2 separate regions of the Sus scrofa genome follow, and region 2 is linked to region 1. Evidence: chromatin contacts called from public Hi-C data. All regions are on one chromosome and are shown on one strand. The core of a region is the stretch at or near the end of the contact, and the rest is flanking DNA. Distances in the headings are between cores, read along the strand shown.

Region 1 (7,253 bases), core at 1,747-4,246:
TCCTTAACTCACTGAGCAAGGCCGGGGATCAAACCCGCAACCTCAGGGTTCCTAGTTGGATTCGTTAACCACTGAGGCACAACGGGAACTCCTCTTTTTTTCTGTTTAAAAGGCTGCACATGTGGCATATGGGAGTTCCTGGGCTAGGGGTCCAATTGGAGCTGCAGCTGCTGGCCTACGCAACAGCCACAGCAACGCCAGATCTAAGCCCCATCTGTGACCTATGCCACAGCTTGCTGCTGGATCGATCCTTAATCCACTGATAGAGGCCAGGGATCGAACCCCCATCTTCACAGACACTATGTCGGGTTCCTGCTGAGCCACAATAGGAACTCTTATTTTCCATAATTCTTAAAGAAATAGCCTAACTCTGTGTTTGACCATTACTTTTGTCTTTCATATAACAGATCATGATGTAAGTGTTTGAAGTGAATCACAGTACCATAAAGGCCAGTCTTTATTATTCACCAATCAGTCAATAACAGATCTATGAGTATACATTACAGACAAGCAACATTTTCATGAAGCTGAAAAATAATTTTAGGTCTTTTGTAAATAAGGAGTTATTTATGTCTATGTTGCTTTGACTTTGCATTTCTCCCTTAACAGAAAACTTACTTTATGAGTTATGAAAATGATTTGATCTTTAAGCAGCTTCCAGTTCTAAATGACTTTATTATCATGTCAGGGGGCCCAAAAGCGTACTGGACCATTGCCCAGTATTGTCAAGCTGACACCCCAGCTTACTTACCCAAGATCTGCTCTGATGTTACCGCGTGTGAATTGCCTTTATAATGTGTGTGATTCTGTGAGCGTGATTTTTTTGTCTCTTTTTAAAAGGCAAGAAAAAACCAGTCTGAGGCTTATCTATGACGGCTGGGAAACAAAAGCATCTATTGGCAAAGGATTCTAAGGGACCAGGGAAAGATTAAGAGCCTGTTCTTCACTGACCCACTGAATCTGGCATCACTGCTGATGAAAGGAGAGACAAAGAAATCCCAGGTCCAAGACTCTTTGACTCTGGGGGTGTTCTCCCAGCAAAACTTACCCAGCTAAATGCCTAATCCTGGGCATGGAACGTTACCTTCCCAAAGGGGATGGTAAATTCATGATCACTCCCTCCACACGAACTTTAGATGTCACACGCTCCCTGAGAACAGACGTGTGAGAGGTCCAGGAGATAATGGAGTTTTACCAGTGATGATTTAAAGGCCAGGTGAAACAAGTGAAAGCTAAAAGTTTTTCCCAGAATCCAAGAAATAACTTGAAAGAGGCAAGTCAGTCATCTTTGTTTTCTTCACTTTTCCTAGGGAGGCCAGAATCTACTAGAATTTTTTTTCCCTACATCTTTAAAATTTTAGTTCCTTGTTCATGGTGTATAATAAAGAAAACCATGCTCTCTATGAAGCAGCTAAATTATAAAGAAGCACAAAAGCAACCAAACAATGTGTTGAAAGGATTTTATGATTTACTATAAAACTTTTTTCTCTGGTTTTTAAACCCTTCCCAACATAAAATATTGATCAGCTGTTGTAGGAAGTATCTTTTGTTTAAAATACTGAGCCAATGTACTGATGAAGAAGTTACTATGTAAACGACTTGTCATTCATGAAGAGAGCTAAAGCCTGTAATAATAAAAGTAAATCTAAACACACATTCTTCCCAAGTTGAGAATTACTAGACTTGGTTCTCAGTCTTGGTCTGGGAAAGTTCCCAGGGGGTTTTGAGTAAGATAAGACTAAACACACATAGAGTTGCCTTGTGGCTCAGCGGATTGAGGGTCCCGCGTTGTCACTACTGCAGCTCCCGTCCCTATTGTGCAGGTTTGATCCCTCGCCTGGGGAACTTGCACATGCCACGGTGCCACAAAAACAAGAGGAAAAAAACCAAAAAAAACCCCTACTCTACCCTTCTAAGATTCATTCATACCTCCAAGCAACACAAGATCTTTTGGGGGGTGAGGTTTCTATTTGCAACGTTCGGTGGGAGAAGATGCGGAAGAAGTAGTCCTCAGTTGGAGCGGACAAGGGTAGGAGAGTGGGTAAGAGGGTGGCAAGAAAGGCCATCTCTGTAGGCAGATATGAGCAAAAGCAACCAGACCTTCTGCCCAGAGAGTAATAACATTCCGTGACGGCTAGCCCAACCAAACTGAAATTAGGAATGCCGTGGCTGGTAGAAAATAGCATAAAAGGAGGCACGTGATCTAACTTGATTTAGTTGAGTTGAACTTCTTTCTTTTACTGGCCTAAGGAGAACAGGCCCCAGCAGCAAATACGAGCTCCCCTGCTTCCCAACCCTTTCCATCGGGTGCATCGGATGCACGCAACGCACTGAGCCCTGCAGAACCTGCTGCCATCTAGCTGGACCTCCTTCCTGCAAGATGGCTCCTACACGGTGACCATTCCCAAGAATCAGCTCTAGGTGCCACCTCCACGTCCAGAGACTGCCCGTGGGCCTCAGTTCCCCGGACAGGATGTCGGACTCGGCCGCACGAGCGGTCCCAGATGTGTTGTCTCTTTGACCCCCTGGACCCCGACTCTTTTCATCTCCTCCCTCCAACCCTCGTTTCTTTTGCTTCTTTCCTTCTCGCTGGTCGAGCGGCGCGGAAGAAAAGGCAGCCGGCCTCACCCCGCCTCCGAAGCATCGACGCAGACCGGCCGGGCTGCAGGGTCGCGGCGACCGGCGTGCGGGGGCGGCTGTGCGCCTTCCCGGGTCCCGCAGCCTTCCAGCCCTCCCCGAAAGTCCAAGCCCGCGGCGGGGGTCCTGCGGGCGGAAGTGAGAGGCCAGGCGTGGGAGGAGGCTCCAGGCAGACGGCCCGGGACGACCCGAGCAGGGAGCGCGCATCGCCCGGGCCTTTTTTGGCGCGGAGGGAGGCCGGAGGGGCCGTCCACCGCGCCGAGCCGGGAGGGTGGCGAGGCCGAGCCGCCGCCTCCGGGACTGGGAGGAGGGGCCGTCTCGGGGGCGCCGCCGCGGCCGGGAGAGGCTGGGCGGGCGCGGGCGGCCCTGCGCCGCCGCCGCCGCCGCCTCCCAGCGCCAGCGTTCGGCAGCCTCCCCGGAACCCGGCGAGCGCGGAGAGCTGGCGGGAGCCCCCGCTGCCCCCGGGCCCCCAACCATGTCGGCCGAGGAGATGGTGCAGATCCGTCTGGAGGACCGCTGCTACCCGGTGAGCAAGAGGAAGCTCATCGAGCAGAGCGACTACTTCCGCGCCCTCTACCGCTCCGGCATGCGTGAGGCCCTGAGCCCGGAGGCCGGCGGCCCCGAGGTGCAGCAGCTACGCGGCCTCAGCGCCCCGGGCCTGCGCCTGGTGCTGGACTTCATCAACGCCGGCGGGGCCCGCGAAGGCTGGCTGTTGGGCCGACGGGGGGAGCCGGGCGGCGGTGGGGAGGAGGAGGAGGACATGGACGAGGTGAGCCTGCTGTCCGAGCTGGTGGAGGCGGCCTCCTTCTTGCAGGTCACGTCCCTGCTGCGGCTGCTGCTGTCCCAGGTGCGGCTCACCAACTGCCTAGAGCTGTACCGCCTGGCGCAGGTGTACGGGCTGCCCGACCTGCAAGAGGCCTGCCTGCGCTTCATGGCCGTCCACTTCCACGAGGTGCTCTGCAAGCCCCAGTTCCATCTCCTGGGGTCTTCTCCTCCGGCCCCCGGGGATGTCAGCCTGAAACAGAGGCTGAGAGAGGCCCGGATGACTGGGACTCCTGTGCTCGTGGCGCTGGGTGATTTCCTGGGGGGACCCCTAGCCCCTCACCCCTATCAAGGAGAGCCCCCGTCCATGCTCAGGTACGAGGAGATGACCGAGCGTTGGTTCCCGCTAGCCAACAACCTCCCTCCAGACCTGGTGAACGTCAGGGGCTATGGGTCCGCCATCCTGGACAACTACCTCTTTATAGTGGGCGGCTACAGGATCACCAGCCAAGAGATCTCCGCGGCCCACTCCTACAACCCCAGCACCAACGAGTGGCTCCAGGTGGCCTCCATGAACCAGAAGAGGTAAGCAAGCGCCCAGCCGTGCTGCTGCTTTCCCGCCTTCATCTGTTCACGAATTTGGTCCCCTAGTGTTTGCTGAGCAGTCACAGGAAGTTGTGCTGGGATGGGAATGACATCCTGGGGAGCGTTGGTGGCCTTTGGCAAAGTTACCCATGAACTTGGCAAGGAAGCCGAGGCCCCAGTGAAATCAACTATCTGAGTCATTTATTTGCAGATATTGCACCTTTAGACTGCCCCCCCCCCAACTTTGCGTCTATCTCAGTGGAAAAAAAAAGATGTGTGTGGTTTCCTAGAAGGATACCTTTAAAGAAAACTGTAATTTTGCTTTTATTTTTACCTTTTTATTTTTTAGGAACTAATGCTGATTATAATGACACATGGGGCAGTAACCTGTAACACTGATGTTGGCGAATCTTGTTAATGACCTTGAAGCTTTAAGCACTGGGGCACCAACCTGTGATCAGAAAATAACCGTTAGAATGTCAGCTGTATAGGAGATCATCTTTATTTTTTTATTCTCTCTTTTTGCAGCTCACTTTCTTTGCAGACAGTCTTCATCATGGACCCAAAACTTGAGCCTTACATTGGTCACCTGCAAAATTAGAACATTTCCATTTGTCCCAACCTTCTACCTTCCCATCCTGCACATCCCTCCCAACATGCACTGGGGTGACTTGAAGAAAGGAGAAGAAAAGGAGATGGGGGCAGGGGGAGACAGAGCCAGGAAAAGAATAGGAAAACAAGAGCAAAGAGCATTATAGGAAGAAGTGGTAGAAAGAAAGATGGTAGGGCCCAAGATGGCCTAGAGCCATTCCAAAGAGGGGAGAAGAATCAATGTAACCCAAGGGAGGACAGGAATACCCTTTCTTCTGGTCCACCTGTATCCATCTCAAGTACCACCAAGATGCCTGCCCTGAAGTGTGGAATGAGGATTTGGGAACTCACAGCCATGCAAAGAAAGTCTTAACAGGAATGGGAAAGTCATCACACATATTTACTTGACTTAAAGTCCTCCCCCAAGGCTGAGCAGTTGGGGGGGGGGGGAAGGGAATGAGTCCTGGCCTTTTTTCGACTGTAATATAAAATTCAATTTGGAAGGTTTTTTTTTTTCCCCTCATAATAAAAAATACAGAGTTATTCACAAAAAATAGAAAAACGTCAGAGAATGAAGAAGCAGAAAGACTGTCACTCCTACTTTCTCCTTCCTGGAGGTGATAACCATCTAGAGGTTGGCGAATTTTCTTCTAGGATCTCTTTGTTGCATTGCATTATTTGCACCAAGGGGGATGTTACTGTATTTAAATTTTGATATCAGAATTTTTTTTTTTTTTTTTTTTTTGACTATGCTTGCAGCATGTGGAACTTCCTGGGCCAGGGATTGAGCCTGAAACACAACAGCGACCCCAGTCACAGCAGTGATAATGCAGAATCCTTAACCCACTGAGCCACAAGGGTACTCCATCAGAGCGTTATTTTATTTCAGTTTTTGTCTTTTTTTTTTTTAGGGCTGCACCTGTGGCATATGAAGGTTTCCAGGCTAGGGGGTCTAATCAGAGCTGCTGCTGCTGGCCTACACCACAGCCACAGCAACAATGCCAGATATGAGCCACGTCTGCTCCGTACACCACAGCTCATGGCAATGCTGGATCCTTAACCCACTGAGTGAGGCCAGGGATCGAACCTGCAGCATCATAGTCCCCAGTCGGATTCCTTTCCGCTGTGCCGTTACAGGAACTCCCAGAGCATTATATTTAAACAGATTTTAAGAGTGTTAGTTGAATCAACAAATGACCGTGTAGTGGTGATGGGCAATGCTCAGATTAGGGGTAGAAGGCCTGGCACGTTGTCTGTCGCCTCCTGCTGTATGGTGCTCAGCACACTAGCCCTAGCTCCACACCTCTGACATGAAACATTGTAGGATTCTCGTCTTTCTCCACAAATTCTTGGTAGTCCTTTTTTCCCCTCCTAGGAATGCTGTTTTTGTCCTCTTTGGGGGGAAAAAAATTCAAATAATGCATAAATACATGCTTAGAAAAATTGCAAATGGCATGAAAAGCCATGGAGTAAAAAAAAAAGGTGCATCTATAGACATTTATAAACATACATTATAAATGTATTTTTATAATTATAAACGTATATAAATATGATGATAGTGGCCGAGGTGGAAAAATGCATATATGTGTGCATGTACATGTGGGATGTATATACATCTTATACATATTTTTATTCTAAAATTGATTAGCTTTGCTGATTTTTATGGCCCTTGGTATTTCCACTCAGTTTTTGCTGTATCAGCTAATGTAGATCCACTTCAGGCTTGTCAATGGCTGTGTAGTATTCCAGCCTATGGACACACTGTGCTGTAATTAGCCCTTCCCTAATTCATGAGTATTTAGGTCACTTCCATTTACCATTTTTGAACAGCTTGGTATATGTGTGCCTATCTTAGTAAGCATATGTGTGTTAGTTCTATAGGGCAAATGCCTGGAATCTCTGGATAGGTGTGGTAAAGGGTATGTACATTTAATTTTTTTTTAATGATTTTTATTTTTTCCATTGTAGTTGGTTTACAGTGTTCTGTCAGTTTTCTACTGTACAGCAAAGTGACCCAGTCTCACACACACACACACACACACACACACACACACACACACACACACACACACACATTCTTTTTCTCACATTATCCTCCATCATGTTCCATCACAAGTGACTAGATATAGCCCCCAGTGCTATAGAGCAGGATCTCATTGCTTATCCATTCCAAATGCAGTAGTTTGCATCTGTTAACCCCAGATTCCCAGTCCATCCCTCCCTCCGCAGCCCCCCAACCCCCGCCCTGGGAACCACAAGTCTATTCTCCAAGTCCATTATTTTCTTTTCTGTGGAAAGGTTCATTTGTGTCATATATTAAATTCCAGATATAAGGGATATATGGTATTTGTCTTTTTCTTTCTGACTTCAGAATGAGAATCTGTAGTTCTATCCATGTTGCTGCAAATGGATTATTTTGTTACTTTGATGGCTGAGTAGTATTCCATTGTGTATGTATACCACATCTTCTTAATCCATTCCTCTGTTGATGGACATTTAACTTGTTTCCATATCTTGGCTATTGTGAATAGTGCTGCAATGAACATACAGGTGCATGTGTCTTTTTCAGGGAAAGTTTTGTTGGGGTATACGCATAAGAGTGGGATGGTTGGATCATATGGTAGTTCTATATTTAGTTTTATGAGGTACCTCCATACTGTTTTTCCATAGTGGTTGTA
Region 2 (7,253 bases), core at 2,511-5,010, 68 kb before region 1:
ATTTACCTTTTGACTGGAAGTTTGGTTCATTCTCGTTTTTTTTTCCTTTTTGTCTTTTTAGGGCCACACCTGAAGCATATGGAAGTTCCCAGGCTAGGGGTCAAATTGGAGCTGCCACTGCCGGCCTACACCACAGCCCACAGCAACACGTGATCTGAGCCACATCTGCAACCTACACCACAGCTCACAGCAATGTTGGATCCTTAACCCACTGAGGGAGGCTAGGGATCGGACCCACATCCTCATGGATTTTAGTCCGGTTCGTTACCACTGAGCCATGATATGAACTCCCCACTCACTTTTATAAAGTTAGTTTTGCTTAAAAGTAACTCTCTGGCAAAAGCATTGGATTAATGCAAGTTTCAAATATAGCAAAAAACCAATTATAAAAAACCTTAATATTAAAATTAATCTACACAGAACTGGTTACATAATCTGCAGGACCGAATGCAAACTGAAAATATTTTTGTTTAAAAATTATTAAAAACTTCAGAGTTGCCATTGTGGCTCAGTGGTAATGAACCTACTAGGATCCATGAAGATGTGAATTTGATCCCTGGCCTTGCTTAGTGGATTAAGAATCTGGTGTTGCCATGAGCTGTGGTGCAGGTCACGGACATGGCTCTCATCCCACATTGTTGTGGCTGTGGTGGCGGTCACTGGCTACAGCTCCGATTAGACCCCTAGCCTGGGAACTTCCATATGCTGCAGGTGTAGCCTTAAAAACTTCAAGACAGGGACAGCAGAACATTAAGCCAAGCACAGGGCTCCTCTAAGTTTAAGTCACAAGCCTGTGAAATCAGCCTGGCTTCTATAGTATGTTGGGTTATTTGGTCATAAAGGCTGAGGAAAAGATTTCTATCATGAGTGAGTGATTGTACCTCTAAGATCTTTCTTTTCTTTTTTTTTTTTTTTCTGTGTCCCTAGCATATAGAAGTTTCTGCACCACAGCAGTGAAAATGCTGGATCCCCAACACGAGACCACCAGGGAACTCCTCTAAGATCTTTGCAAATTGAAAAATTATACAATGCTTAGTAACTCATATACATAATAGTACATGCTTTACTTTTTTACACTGCATGAAACAGCATTATGGCCTGTGGATAGCATAAAAAATAAACATTTAACTTTCAATATAGGATGAACTTCATAGTACTTGATGCCAGGGAAAACAAGTATTTTTTCTGGCTCCTCTAACTCCAGTCACTTCGATCTACTTTAGTCTTAGGGACAGTTAAAAAAAAAAAAAAAAAAAAAAAAAAAAAACAGAAATAGGAACTAAGTCCCTTAACATCTTGCTCAGAAACTGATAAGTTTCTGGATGTGACCTAATTCTATAAGAATTCTTACTCATTTGTCCCTAAATTTCTATGGGATAGGCCTTGTATTTTATCCTACTACAATATGCAAAATTGAGAGAGAAAAAAAAATGGCTGCTGCATTGACACCGAGCTTAATTCCAATGGCCACCTTTTATACTCTGTCTCCTGAAACATTACTCACCTAATCACAATGGTCTCAAGAAGATAATATTGTTCCCACTTTTCATGAAACTGAAGCTCAGACAGGTTAGGTGGGCCTGCCTAAGATCACAACATAATAGAGTCTGGATTCAAAACCCACATCCATCTGACTTAAAGCATGATTTTAATCTTGAAAAATAGAGGACAGCAAAGAATACCACGAGAAGACAGAGGTAGAGATTGGAATGATTATTTCCGAAATCTCGGCTGCCTCTGTACATCAGTGCCAGATAGAAACTCAGAGACAGAGTTGGGGGAAACAGAAAAAGTAGTTTTAATTGCCAGGCAAAGAGGGGAACACAGCAGGCTAGTGCCTCAAGGACCATGCCCCCCTTGGAGCCAGTAATGGTTCAAGGAGGAGGGTGAGATCAGCTAATGGACATTTTCCTGATTGGTGGGTGGTGAGATAATTAGGAGTCAGCGTCATCAACCTTCCGGTTCCAACTGGTCTGGGTCTACATGCTTGTGGGCAGCATACAGGTGACTTCTTCCACCCACTGGGGGCTTTAGCACCTGCAAAACAGCTCCAAGGACATGGTTCAGAATATTATCTACAGTTCTTGAAGAAAAACTAAATAAAGGTCCTCGACCTTGTCGAATGGCTAAACTATTACTATTGTCTTGCTTGTTTTCCTTTTTCTCTGTATTTTTCCACTTCTTTGATTAAACCGATTCTTTGGCTAAAGTTTTTCTGTAGACAAAAAGGCAGGTAGAGGACATGAGTCGGGATCCACTCTGGGAAGGCTTCACAGGGTTCTGCTTGGTTATATGATCTGTCTATAAGTCAAAGAATGTCCCAAATTCTTTGAATGCCCCAAAGTATTGATGTGTCTATAAGTCAAAGAATGCCCCAAAGATGCCTGCAAACCATCCAAGACTAGAAGAGAGGCACAGGGCTTCCTTCAGAACGTCCAGAAGGAACCATCCCTTGCAAACATCTGGATTTCGGATTTCTGGCTTCTAGAACTGTGAGAGAATAAACTGTTGTTGTTTTTAAGTCACCCAGCTTCTGGTATTTTGTTACAGCAGCTCAAGGAAACAAATACACCTAACAGACCATATTTCTTATTTGGAGCAATAATAGGCTGGTAAGAGGCCAGAAAAGATGAGGATGGCAATTACTTCAAATACTTGTCCTTATCATGCCACACACTGATGCCCATGGCACACAATATTCACAGGTAGAACACTCTGGGACACCTGCACACCTATGCTCTACTTGGTATGCTTACCAAGAGTGAATTTTGTTTGCTCCCAGTTCTTGTTATTACAATTTTGTACTTTGAATATTACACATATCTATCAAAAAAATAGAAGATAATCTTTATTAAGTGGTGTATGTTAATATATCCTAGGGTAGAAAAGAAAAGAGCTCCTTAAAGTATATCCATTATTTTCTAGGTCCTGATGAGTTCTGCCTTTTTGCAATTCTAACCTGATCTACAAACAAACTAACCAAATCATTGACAACAGTTATAACCTGTGCTCACTATATGCCAGTATTGTACCCAGACCTTTGACTGATTAGGACGACACATTCGAAAGATGGTGAAGTCAAGTTTTCAACTCAAGTGCTAGTCTGGCTCAAGAGGTCATCCTTTTAATTATTATCGGATACTGCCTTTCTTCTCAAGGCATAATCACTTGCACTAGCTGAAGACTTCCTTCCACTCAAGAAAGTGCAGAAAAGCAGCAACTGCAAAGTAGCAGGGCCTTAGAACTGATTTCTAGGCCATCTGAGGTTCGCCCTCATCTGGCCTGTATAAGCCACATTTCAGCCATCCCTTATGCTCCTTATTTACAATTGTCTTTGGACTGATAGCTTCCCTGTTTTTTTCGCTTTTTATTTTTTCTTTTTTGGCCGCCTCCTGGCATATGGAGTTCCCTAGTAGGGATCAGATCCAAGCCGCAAGGCGGCTTAAGCTGCAGCTGAGGCAACGCAGAATCCTTAACTCACTGTCCCCGCAGGAGATCGAATTTGCGTCCCAGCGCTCCCAAGATGCCGCTGATCCTTTTGCGCCACAGCGAGAACCTCTACTTCTATTTTTCACCTTTTCGTTTTCTTACTACTGCTTTTTTCTATTTAAGGGCAGTTTCTTGTGTAACTGACTCCTGCTCCCACGGCTGTGATATCGCGGACCCACATGATTACTGTTTCTTGCTCCCGGGGGGGCCGAGCAAGACACGTGAGCCTGCGCAGTAGGGCCTCAGGCCCGCCCGTTGATTCGTTGCGCGCTTGTCCCCTGCCGCTTGCCGTCTGCGCAGACATGGCGGCCACCTCGCTCCCTGCATGGCTGATCCTGAAGTCACGGGCCGGTACCTTTCGTGCCTTTTCTACGGCTATGTCTCCGGCAACACGCTCTCCGAGACCAGCCCTGCGTGAGTGTCTGCCCCGTGGCCTCCGGGCTTTGGCGGCGGTGGGAGGGCGGAATACGGGCCTATGGTGGCTGCCGCGATGGCTGAGCACCCGCCGTCCCCGGGGAAGCCGGTGCGTCCTCTGCCAGCCTGAGTCCCCCTGGTAGTAAAGTCTCTGAAGTGGGTCCGCCCTGTACACGGAGTGTCTCCTGGTTCCTAGCAGCCGGTGTCTGTGGCAGGGTCCTCCCGAGCGCCGCGAGCTTGCTCCCTTCCTCCTGCGCTTTCTAGTGCTCCTGCCCAGGGCCACCCGGTACCGGTCTCTGGTTCTCGGTAATGTTGGTAGGCAGTTTTGAATCACGGATTTTTCTGAAATTTAAGAGAAGCGTACAGGTGTCCTAGAAAAAGTTCTGCTCTGAATTCCATGTAGCCATGCCACCAGATTGGGTGACCTTCATTCAGTAGGCGTTATTGAGGCGACCTGCATTTAAAATAAACTTTAGGGATTCCCTGATACCGTTCTTGCCTTGGAGGAATCTAATGGAAAGCTCTAGTTGTATGTCGATTATAAGTACTATGCAGTGTGATGTACTGTCATAGAAGTGAATATACTGATGGAGTGGGGGGGAGGGCACCAAGGAGGAGCCTCACAAGAATCGGTAAAAGCTCAGTCCAGGGCGAGCCTCCAGACATTCACCAGGTCCTATCCGTGCTACTTTCTATAATATTTCTGATCTTCATACTACTCACTGTCCAGTTTAGCCACCTTCTAACTTCTACAGTAGTTTCTTTGCTGGTCTCTATTTCTGCTCTAACTCTCCTGCATTGAATTCTCAGAACAGCCAGAGTGAAATGTGCAAAAAGCAAACTTGTCACCTCCGTGTTCAGAATCTACAAATGGTTTTATATGCTTGAAGATAAGTGATAAATTCCTTAATTCATCATGGTGGCTCTTCATGGTCTTAACACTTTTTAATTTTTCATTCTTTTATTCATTCTGCAAATAATTAATCTCCTACTGTGTTCTGGATACTGGGATACAGTACGGCACTTCATCTCAGGAAGTTTACATTCTTTGGGGACAAGTCAGATTATAAACAGGTAAACAATGTCAGTACAGTGTGAGGTAGTAATTAGTGCTATGAAGAAAAACAGAGTATTGAGAATGATGGATTGGGCAAGTAGTGGCATAGGGTGAGATAAAATAGTCAAGAAGTAACTCCCTGGGGGATTGACATTTGAGCAGATCGCTGGAATAGCATTATTAGCATAGGGAACTTCAAGTACAAAAGCCCAAAAGTGAGAACAAGCTTAGGGGTGTGACCGAGGAACAGAAAGAAGGCCAGCTGGTCAGAGCTAAGTGAGTGGAAAAATAAGACATCAGATTAAGTAATGACCTTATCTGGTAAAGACTTAAAGGCATTTGGCTTGGATTTTATTTTAAGTTTGGGATCACATTGGGAGGCTTTGAACAGGAAGTGATATCATGTTAATTTGTTTACTTATTTAGCTTTGGGGGGGGGCACACTCACCTGCAGCATAGGGAAGTCCCCAGGTTAGGGGTCAGATTGGAGCTACAGCTGCTAGCTTACAACACAGCCACAGCAACTGGGGATCCAAGCTGCATCTGCAGCCTACAGCAACGCCGGATCCCCAACCCACTGATAGAAGCCACGGATCAAACCTGCATCCTCATGGATACTAGTTGGATTTGTTTCTAGTGCGCCACAATGGGAACTCCCAATTTATATTTTTAAAAGATCACCGGCTGCTATGTGGAGAACTAGGGCTGATGTTGGAAGCGGTTGTAGTACTCCAAATGAGATGACAGTGATCTGGATTGAAGTAATAGTGGAGAAGCCGGTGTGGTTGGATTTGAGATACATCATGAAAGTAGCACTAACAGGACTTACTGATGGATTTGATATAGAGCTTGAGGAAGAGGCCCAAGGAAGTGTGGTGGATTTTTGTCCTGAGTAATTGGATGAGTGGTGATGCCTGGAAAGACCAGAAGAAGGAAATCAAGAGCCCTGCCTGTGATGTGTTATAGTTGAGATGTCTGTTAAATATCCCTGACCTCTTTTCTTAGTGCTCTCTATGCCCTACTCTTACGTTTCATCTTATCGAACTTGTTTACTTTGACTTTCCATCTTCTCTGTCTCGCTCTAGAACACTTTATCTCACTTGCCTGTTCCCATGGCTACCTCCTGCTCATCTTTAAGGTTTTAGCTGAAAGTCCACTTCTTCAGGAATATTTTCCCCAACTAAGTGACTTGGTTGGGTCCCCTGTTATATGCTTCCATTAATATTTATTACTTTTTATTGAAATCATTTGCTCAATGGTTGGTTTATTTGACATACTCCATTCAGTGAGAGCAGGCACTATGTTGCTGTTGTTCATTGCTGCCTTCCGAGCTGCTGGTACACAATATCACTCAAACAACTTTTGAATGAATCAGTGAATTACTACTGAGGGATGAATAAGAATTTGTCACATGAAGAAATGAGATGGAGAGGGAGTAGGGGACAGAGGCCAGACAGATGAAAGGGAGTCACATCCCAGGCAGAGAGAACGTTAAATTCAGAGAAAGACTCAGGGGTCTGCTGCTAGAAATTCAGTGTGGTTACGGGGCCTTGTGAAGGGAAAGCTAGAGATAGTGAATCAGAGTGTGAAGTATTTTATCACCCTAATTCCGTGGTCTTTAGTCTTCTTGGCTAAATGGCCTCTAAATAAGGATAAGAATGGTACTTATTGTGAAGAATAAGATTAAGTGAAAAAATAATGAAAGGCATTTATCCCAGTGTCTGGGCATGTGAAAATTCTGAATAAATTTAGGTTATTATTATTTTAATATAACAAAACATTAATTTAGAGAGGCATAATTTAATATTTTCAACAGTAGATACTGTAAGTATCTACAGTTCTGTGGATATCTTGTACAGTTATGTGGTTTATTAGGAATAGCTATGATTTTTTGTTATTATTGGTGTTGTATCATTGGCAGTTCTCATATACAATAGAGAAGGAAAACTGAAAGTTGTTTTGTATGTGTGTGTGTAAAGAATAGAGTAATTCCTAATATGAACAAGTATATATTAGAACATTTCAAGCCAGTTTTCACTGAAGATGCAAAATACTTAATTTCTAACTATATATTTTAACTTGGGAAAGTGAGTTTACTTGACAATAAACCTTAAAAGTTATTGAAAACATTTCTTTAGATGATAAGTTCACTCTATCATCAATCCCAATATATTTTATATTCAAGTAACCCTTGATTTTTCTTAACTATTTCTGACTTTTCATTTTCATTAAAATGATTTAGTTTGTGAACCTACAGAAAATGGATTACTGTTTTATTTTTATATTACTAAAT

Evidence for each region. A called contact is a pair of places that touch in the nucleus more often than the background predicts.
Region 2: a Hi-C map of liver shows a contact between it and region 1, with 2.9 times the contacts expected there. The contact joins the promoter of MRPS35 here to the promoter of KLHL42 in region 1. A contact is called at or near these places in 2 of 47 Hi-C or Micro-C datasets (epiblast stem cells and liver).

The regions. Positions count from the first base shown.
Region 1 is chr5:45,950,630-45,957,882 of Sscrofa11.1, reverse strand. KLHL42 (kelch-like protein 42) reads left to right here and starts at 2,996. Exons shown (of 3, transcript XM_003126407.4): 1 at 2,996-3,984. The coding sequence starts at 3,113.
Region 2 is chr5:46,019,510-46,026,762 of Sscrofa11.1, reverse strand. MRPS35 (mitochondrial ribosomal protein S35) reads left to right here and starts at 3,760. Exons shown (of 8, transcript NM_001244927.1): 1 at 3,760-3,903. The coding sequence starts at 3,792.